2 separate regions of the Ovis aries genome follow, and region 1 is linked to region 2. A link is a contact called in public Hi-C data. All regions are on one chromosome and are shown on one strand. The core of a region is the stretch at or near the end of the contact, and the rest is flanking DNA. Distances in the headings are between cores, read along the strand shown.

The links. A called contact is a pair of places that touch in the nucleus more often than the background predicts.
Region 1: a contact with region 2 is called in a Hi-C map of blood, with 4 times the contacts expected there. The contact joins the promoter of APOO here to the promoter of ACOT9 in region 2. A contact is called at or near these places in 3 of 16 Hi-C or Micro-C datasets (blood and liver).

The regions. Positions count from the first base shown.
Region 1 is chrX:22,305,002-22,308,805 of ARS-UI_Ramb_v3.0, forward strand. APOO (apolipoprotein O) reads right to left here and starts at 1,793. Exons shown (of 10, transcript XR_009598881.1): 1 at 1-1,793. CXHXorf58 (chromosome X CXorf58 homolog) reads left to right here and starts at 2,177. Exons shown (of 8, transcript XM_042241877.2): 1 at 2,177-2,257.
Region 2 is chrX:22,151,654-22,155,478 of ARS-UI_Ramb_v3.0, forward strand. ACOT9 (acyl-CoA thioesterase 9) reads right to left here and starts at 1,532. Exons shown (of 15, transcript XM_027962917.2): 1 at 1,363-1,532. The coding sequence starts at 1,382.

The DNA.
Region 1 (3,804 bases), core at 543-3,042, 150 kb after region 2:
AGCCAACCTATAGGTGGTGAGAAATAAAAAATCATTGTGGTTTTATCCAAAAATGGATAACTGAAACAGTTACCTACATTCATAACTGAAGGAAATGATAAACTTCACCAGAAGATTAGTGAAAAAGATTATATTTTCCCATCAAAGTTCAGGGACCCCCAAATTCTACCCACAGACCCTCTGAGGGAATGAGATCCACAGGTTGAGAACTCCTAGGAGAAGACAATGGCACCCCACTCCAGTACTCTTGCCTGGAAAATTCCATGGATGGAGGAGCCTGGTAGGCTGCAGTCCATGGGGCCGCTAAGAGTTGGACACGACTGAGCGACTTCACTTTCACTTTCACGCACTGGAGAAGGACATGGCAACCCACTTCAGTGTTTTTGCCTGGAGAATCCCAGGGACAGACGAGCCTGGTAGGAGGCCGTCTATGGGGTCGCACAGAGTCGGACATGACTGAAGCGACTTAGCAGCAGCAGCAGGAGCAGTAAGACAGATCCTACTCTCCTTTTTACTACCACAGTACATTAATAACAATATAAACTGATCATAGCATATCCTTAGTTGTTGCAACCCTAAAATCGAGCCAAACTCCTAGCACATAAGTGTTTCAACACAAATTTATGAAATGAATGCAAGATGCTTTTGTGATCTGTTGTTCTAACTAAACTGTGAGCTGCCTGAAAATAAAATAAAAGCAAATACTTAGATGTCACTCCTATGTGTCAGGGCCTCTTCCAAGTGCTTCACACCTAATGTATTTTTTTTTTTAACAACCCTACGAGGTAGAAGCTGGTTCCCCAATCTCACCAACAGGAAATCAGGCACAGAAAGGCCAAGTGACTTGCCCCAGGTCACACAGCTGGAAAAGTGGCAATGCCACAAGTGGAAGCCCAAATTCACGGTCTGATTTTGTACTGTCCTAATGCCCCCAAAGCATATTGCAGCTCAATAAAACATTTAAATAGTACAATTCTGACATTTCATTAGCACTACTTTACGGGTGCACTGCTTCAAGACTCGATTTTGTAGACTCCTTTCTAATAGCTTGTGATTTGTTTTTCGTGATATACAAATACCATTTACTCTTTTTAAAGGAGAACAATGCCTTCATATTAAAATGCAGATTTCCGAGACAGTCTTCACTGTAAAAGTCAACTTCTTTCAAAGGACACGAGTTCATAAAATGGAAAGAAGTCAATCTGTTCATACTATATAACGTTTGCTGGGAGGGGGAGAGAAGTTCCAGTTGCTCCTTCTAGCCCAGCCCTTCCCAGGCCAGCCTCTCTAACTTTCTGCAGCAGCTTCTCCAAAGGTGACCCTCCCCCATTCATACAGCAGGTTCTGAAACCTGACCTTGCCAGGCAACCAAAGCCGAACCCCGCAGTGCCCTGATGTGGCCTAACGTTCCTAACGAACACAAGAGGGGACCAGCCAGAGGGTGGATACTTTGAAGGATACTTTAAAATTTTAAGTGTTTTATTCACGAGAGCACAACCCAAAAGGCCCCACCCAGCCACCCCAGGTCTCACGCCTCCGCCCGGCAGCCGCTCGCTCCACGCGGATCTCTGAATGAACAGCGAGGCCGGGACGCAGCCGGCCCAGAGGCGGGAAAAAACCTCGGGACGAGCCGGGCCTGGTCCCCGGAGAGGCCCACGAGAGCGCGAAGAGGGCTCCGGGCGGCCGGGAGGGGGCGGTGACAGCTGTGACCCGGCTCCACTCTCTCACCTTGAACATGTCGCTGGCAGCGGCAGCTCCGGCGGGGTCACCCCAGCCTTGGCCCCGCCCACTACAGAGAGAGGCGGCTACGGCGGCCGGATAGGGCCCGATTCTTCCGACCGCAAATAGGCCGCGATGCGGGTGACCGCCGTACAGCCAATTAGGTGCGGCCAAGGCTTAGCTCGGAAGCCGGGGTCTGAAAACTGCGTTGTTGAACTGCAGCGCGTGGCGCCTCAGGCGGCGAGCGAACGCAAGCCCCGCCTTCCGGAGGCTCCGCCCCTGCGCCGGCGGTTGCTAGGCGGCGGGAAAGCGCCCACTCTGCGTGGGCAGCGCGCGGGGGCGCGAGGAGGGAGGCGCCGCTGCCCGCGCAGCGCTGGGAATCGGCCTTCGCCGCGCTGATTGGACGCCCGACGGCGTAGGCTGAGAACCCTGTGTGCGGAGGCCGCCAGGTGGGGGCGCTCGTCAGGCCTCGGGCGGCATCGAAAGCCTCGCAGACGCAAACCGCCGACCTCTGGGGCCTGGATTTACCTCACAAAAGGTTTTTACTTGTGTGGTGTTTTTTTTTTTTTTTTTTCTACTCTGGGCGGGACAGTTTTAAGATTTTAAATTTAAACTGATTTGCCACATCCTTTCATCTCGAAAGACCCTGAAAATTTTTTTTCTTCTTTAAAATACTTAAGCTTCTGTCTCTTACTGGGAATCAACTATTGTTCCCTTAATACTAATAGAAATAAGTAATAATGGTAATAATTATCTTATTGACAAGAATAGGAACAAGCAACAGCGTTTACTCTATGCCCGGCTCTTACCTAAACTCCATACATATATTGTCTTCTCTTTCTAACAACCCAAGTAGGTGGACACGGTTATTATTCCGCATCTAGTAGATGAAGAAACTGAAGCACAGAGAATAGGTGCAAGGCCACAGAGAAGGAAAGTGGGAAGTCAGGATCCAAATCTACCTAGTCGAGCTTTAAAGCCTGTGGTCTCACCTCAACAACTGTGACGGTGGCTCATAATGGGGTTGTGTTTCCTATAATATTTCGTTCAGTATTTCACATCTAACCCCATAGCAAGTGTAAGCCCATCCAGGCATGCATCTAGAAGATTTGGGGGATTTGTGTGGTGCTGTGTCCCTGCCTTCCAGCCAAAGACCACTAGGAACACATCTGTAGTTGAACAAGTTGGGTTTGTTTCTTGCAGCTGCTAGGAAAACGCACACCTTGGGAAACAGTGGGGCATCTCAGTGAGAGAGTGTTAGAAAGATTTATTCTAGGGTTTGGGCTTTGGTTGGGTGATTTGGGGGCGGGTTCAAGAAAGCAGGGCTTTGCTCTGGGTTGGGTGGTAGTAGGAAGCCAGGGTTAACACCTAAGCCCAGCTGTGAATGCCAGGCCAGCTCCTGGATGTTAAGGACTGCTTTTCTCTTTCTCAAGAGTTCAGTGTATTCCAAGCTATCCCCATCCCCATTTCTAAGGAGAAATATTGAGACTCTGAAGGCTCTGCCTCAGTAGTGGAATGTCATATGTATAAAAAAAATGTGACTTATAAGTGATCAGTTAGGGCAGGAAGTCTTAATTCAAGGAGTATGTGAACTTGGGAAAAAATTGCAACTTTATTTTCCCAAACCTCTGCCTGAACTTTAGCATTTCTTTCAATTATATGTAGGTAACAAACCACAGTAGTATCAGCAGTACCTGTGACTTTGTCATCAATAGAAAACACAGTATTTTCATATCATGTTACAGTAACAGCAAATTTCTTGAAATATTGTTTCTACTTATTACCACTTCACAAGTACAGAGCTCTCATATTGTTTAATGCATAAAGAAGACCCATTTCTAGAATTTTGTCTTTGAAAATATTTTGACAATAATTTCAAGATAATCGGAGTCTTTCATAATCCCATATATTTTATATTATGTATTTTAAGAAACATAGTTCTTAAAAGGAGTTTGTCCATAGGGATCCATGGCACCAAAAGAAAAGATTAAGAGACCCTGGTTTAGTACAAGACACTCAGCAGTGACTAAGAATTTGGGAGCTGCATCCAAATTGGAGTAATGTGTAAGGGATAGAAAATCAGAG
Region 2 (3,825 bases), core at 282-2,781:
CAGGCCCTCCACTTAGGAAAAATGCCTCAGTTTAGAGACTAAACAAATATAAGTGACTCTTCCACTAGTAAGGGGAAAAAAAGAAAGTACAAAAACAACCTACCAGTCAAATAACCTAAATACGCCAGACAGTCTGTATTCATTTATGTACTCTCGCTAGACACTAACAGAGTACCTGCTTGAGGGTCTACAAGAATCAGAAGAAAGGAATGGCAGGTATACAAGGAGCTCACGGCAAAAATAAAGAGGACTTCTGAATGGGGGAGAGGCGAGATCAAGTAAGGCTTCCTGGGAAAAGGCACATGGACAGAACCCTGGAGATTGTACAAGGCCTGCCACATCATGTCAATACAAGCTAAAGGCAACTGTGGTTCTTCTCCTAATGACCTTCAACCTGTCTTCAAGCAGTAAAACAAAGTTAATGAGAAAATGAGAGACAGACACAGAGAACCTTTTTCAACTGCCAGCAGGGTCCACAGGAACAATGAGAGAGATTCAGGGCCCCCAAGTGAACGGCTGGGGATCACCGTCACTCAGAACCACTGCGGGCCATACCAGGGGGGCTGGTACACCTGTGGCAGGATGAATTCAGAAGCTGCAACAAGGGTCGGCCCCCTGGGACGCAACCAAGCAGAAAGATCTTGGAACAGCTGGAGGGCTCCGGTGCAGCGGGTTGGGGGAGAGCCAGACATGCTCTGGAGTCTAAAGCCTTAAACCGTCACTGGACACGCTGGGATGATGACTTACACAAAAAGGCATCCTCCTTGTGCAAGTGGCCCAATCAAAGCCACTCCCCCACCTGGCCTTATGGGTCTTGCTGCTCAGTAAAAGTAAAGTTCAATCAGCACCAGGGGACCTAGTCACACAGTTCTGAGGTCCGGAGAGGCCAGAAGGTACCCTGCAATCTCTACCCACATTACAACACACTCAAGTCAGAGTCCAAGTCTGTCAAGCACTTAACCTTAAACATGCTCTCCAAAGAAGCGTAGAGGGCGATAAAAGTAATATGCAGTCCTAAACTCCAGCCTTCCGACAAAAGGCTAACTCCACACTACACCCCAGATGAGCAAAGAAAAAGGAACGTCAGGGAACGCCCAACTTCCTCCCTTCAAGTGTCGCTTCACTTTCATCATCAAACTCCGGCCAGAAGACGCGCCGGTCGGGGGTGCGATGCCCCACTTGAAGCCGGCGGGGTCACGGTACCTTAGCGCCCTTCCCTACCCGACCCTGTTTTCTGCCCATAAGCCCCCGGCATTAGTTCCGCCTGCTGCGGCCCGCTCCTTCCGCCCGGGCCCACTAGCAGCGCCGAGGGAGGGAGTGGGCGCCCCCGGTCCGCGCCCCGCCAGGCGCCCGGCTACCTACCGCAGCGCCGCTCGCCTCATCGCGCTTGGCAGCCGCTGCACGCCTGACCACAGAGCCGGGCCCCACGCACCGGTCGGTGGAGAGAAGTCGAAGCAATGTAAAGCGCGAAGACGGAGAGCGCTCGGGCGCCAGACCCGACCTCACCCGGACCGCACCCTTGCACCACGGCCGCGGAAGGGGGCTGGGGGCGGGGCTACGCAGTCCGGGAGCGGAGTCTCGCTGTCCAAGGGCGGGGCCTCGTTGCCTGGGGGCGGGGCCACGCTGCGCCTGCAGGCCCCCTCATTGGCGAGAAGCTGGAATCCGTCTCCCCTCAGGTTCCCGCTCTATCAGCAGCGGCGGAAGTGTTGCTAACTACGACACTGGCCTATCACAAATACTGTGGATAAAATGCACCCGGCGGCACCAGAGTGTGACGCAGAGGATAGGTTCAGCCGCGTCCTTGGAGCTTGTCTCCGTTATCCCACTCAGGGCCCCACCCTCCGGAGATGCTGATTTAGTCAGAGGTAGAGTTGGACACGATTTGGCGACTGAACATCATCATCAGCATCCTGGTGCAGTATGTCTAAAGGCAGCCCAGGTGATGCTAACGTTAGCAAAGGTTGAGAACTCTGCCCTCCGGGGGAAAAAATTGTTCCTTTTCTAATCTCGATCTGCCCCCTAGCGTATGGCAGTGGGAGATCTTGGCCCGCCCAAGAGATTCAAGGCCAGAAAATTAAGACGATGTTACCCTAGGCTGTGATTCTCCAGTTCATTCAACGAATTCTTATACAGCTGTTTGCAGTGTGCAGGACTCTGTAGATTCTAAAGATGCAGCAAAATAGACAAAACTCCCTGCCCTTAGGAGGCTTACCTTATAATCATCAAGCAAGTTAGCAAATTGCATCGTTTCAAACGTGATAAAGCGGTCAAAGGAGGAAAGAAAAGAAGGAAATGAGAGGGATCTTTCCAAAATATACGCACGTCTTGCTTTGTCCTTGAAGATGGTAATTTCCTATAAGGCAGGGTCGATATTGTATGCTTTTTCTGATACCTCATGCTTATGAAAAAATTGTCAGTTTTAATTAAGGTGGCTTTTTAAAAAAAATCAATTTATGAATTACAGATGGACCATGGTCTTTGGCTTCCTCTTTCCTCTCCACCTAACTTTCCCTGCTTTTATCAGTCCCACATCCAGATGATGGTTAACTCCTGAAATACCACTCTCCTTTTGGCCTGCATGGATCTCACCTTTCTTTTTGTTCATATTGTCCATACCTTTCCAGTGTTGGGGTTTTGTTGTTGTTGTTGTTGTTGTTGTTGTTGTTGTTGTTTTTGCTTTATGACAGTTCAACTGAAACAGAGCAGGACCCTATAGGGCCTTCCCAGGAACCCATTACCCCCACCCCCACCATGTCCCCTGCCTCTTATTTGTAGAAAAGCTTTAGCCTCATAGCTCGGCCCCAAGTTCCATGGAGCAAATTTAACTGGAGAAGTGAGAAAATACAGAAGCAAAGGAAAACAGTCAAGCAAGACAAAATAACATTAATTTAGCCACAAAGCAAAGTCAAGGACTTTTAGTTACTCCTCAAGAGCTACTGGGGCTTCCCTGGTGGCACTAGTGATAAAGAACCCGCCCACCAATGCAGGAGACGTAAGAGATGCAGGCTCGATCCCTTGGTTGGGAAGATCCCCTGGAGGAGGGCATGGTAACCCACTCCAGTATTCTTACCTAGAGAATCCCATGGACAGAGGAGCCTGCCGGGCTACCGTCCATGGGGTCACAGAGAGTCAGACACAACTGAAAACAACTTAGCACATAGCACAAGAGTGATAGATAAAATCCTGAGCCATATCCTTGATTTTTTTTTTGCAGGTACTAAAACCCCCACCTGAATGTTGATTACAAGCACTTAGACCCCAGATCAGTTGGAACCAGAAGGCTGATGATGGTTAACTCCCAAAATACCACTGTTACCTCACTGCCAACCAATCAGAAGAATGTCCACACACTGATCAGGCACCTACAATGTCACCTATAATATGGCCTTTAAAGACCACTTTGGGCACCTTGCAATAAACACTATACTTTCCTTCACCACAACCTGATTTCAGTAGATTGGCTTTACCAGCAGTCAGGTGAGCAGACTCAGGTTTGGTTTGGTAACAATATTTTTTGGACTCTACCATACCTAACATGGTACAATAAATATTTTATCAAATTACACTTTCTTGTTGGTTTTTACTTGAACTTTTGGTTGAGGCAACAGTAGGTTCAGGGAGAAAAATTAAGTGCAAGAGAATCTTTTAGGTTACATAGATGGTATAATGATAGGTAGGCATAGCTTATAATTTTGTGCAATCAAGTCACTTTCCAGCCAGACACATTCTCATCAGCCTGTAATCAGTGTATTGTTGTTTCGTTGTTCAGTCATGTCTGAGTCTTTGCAACCCCATGGACTGCAGCCCACCAGACTTCTCTGTTCA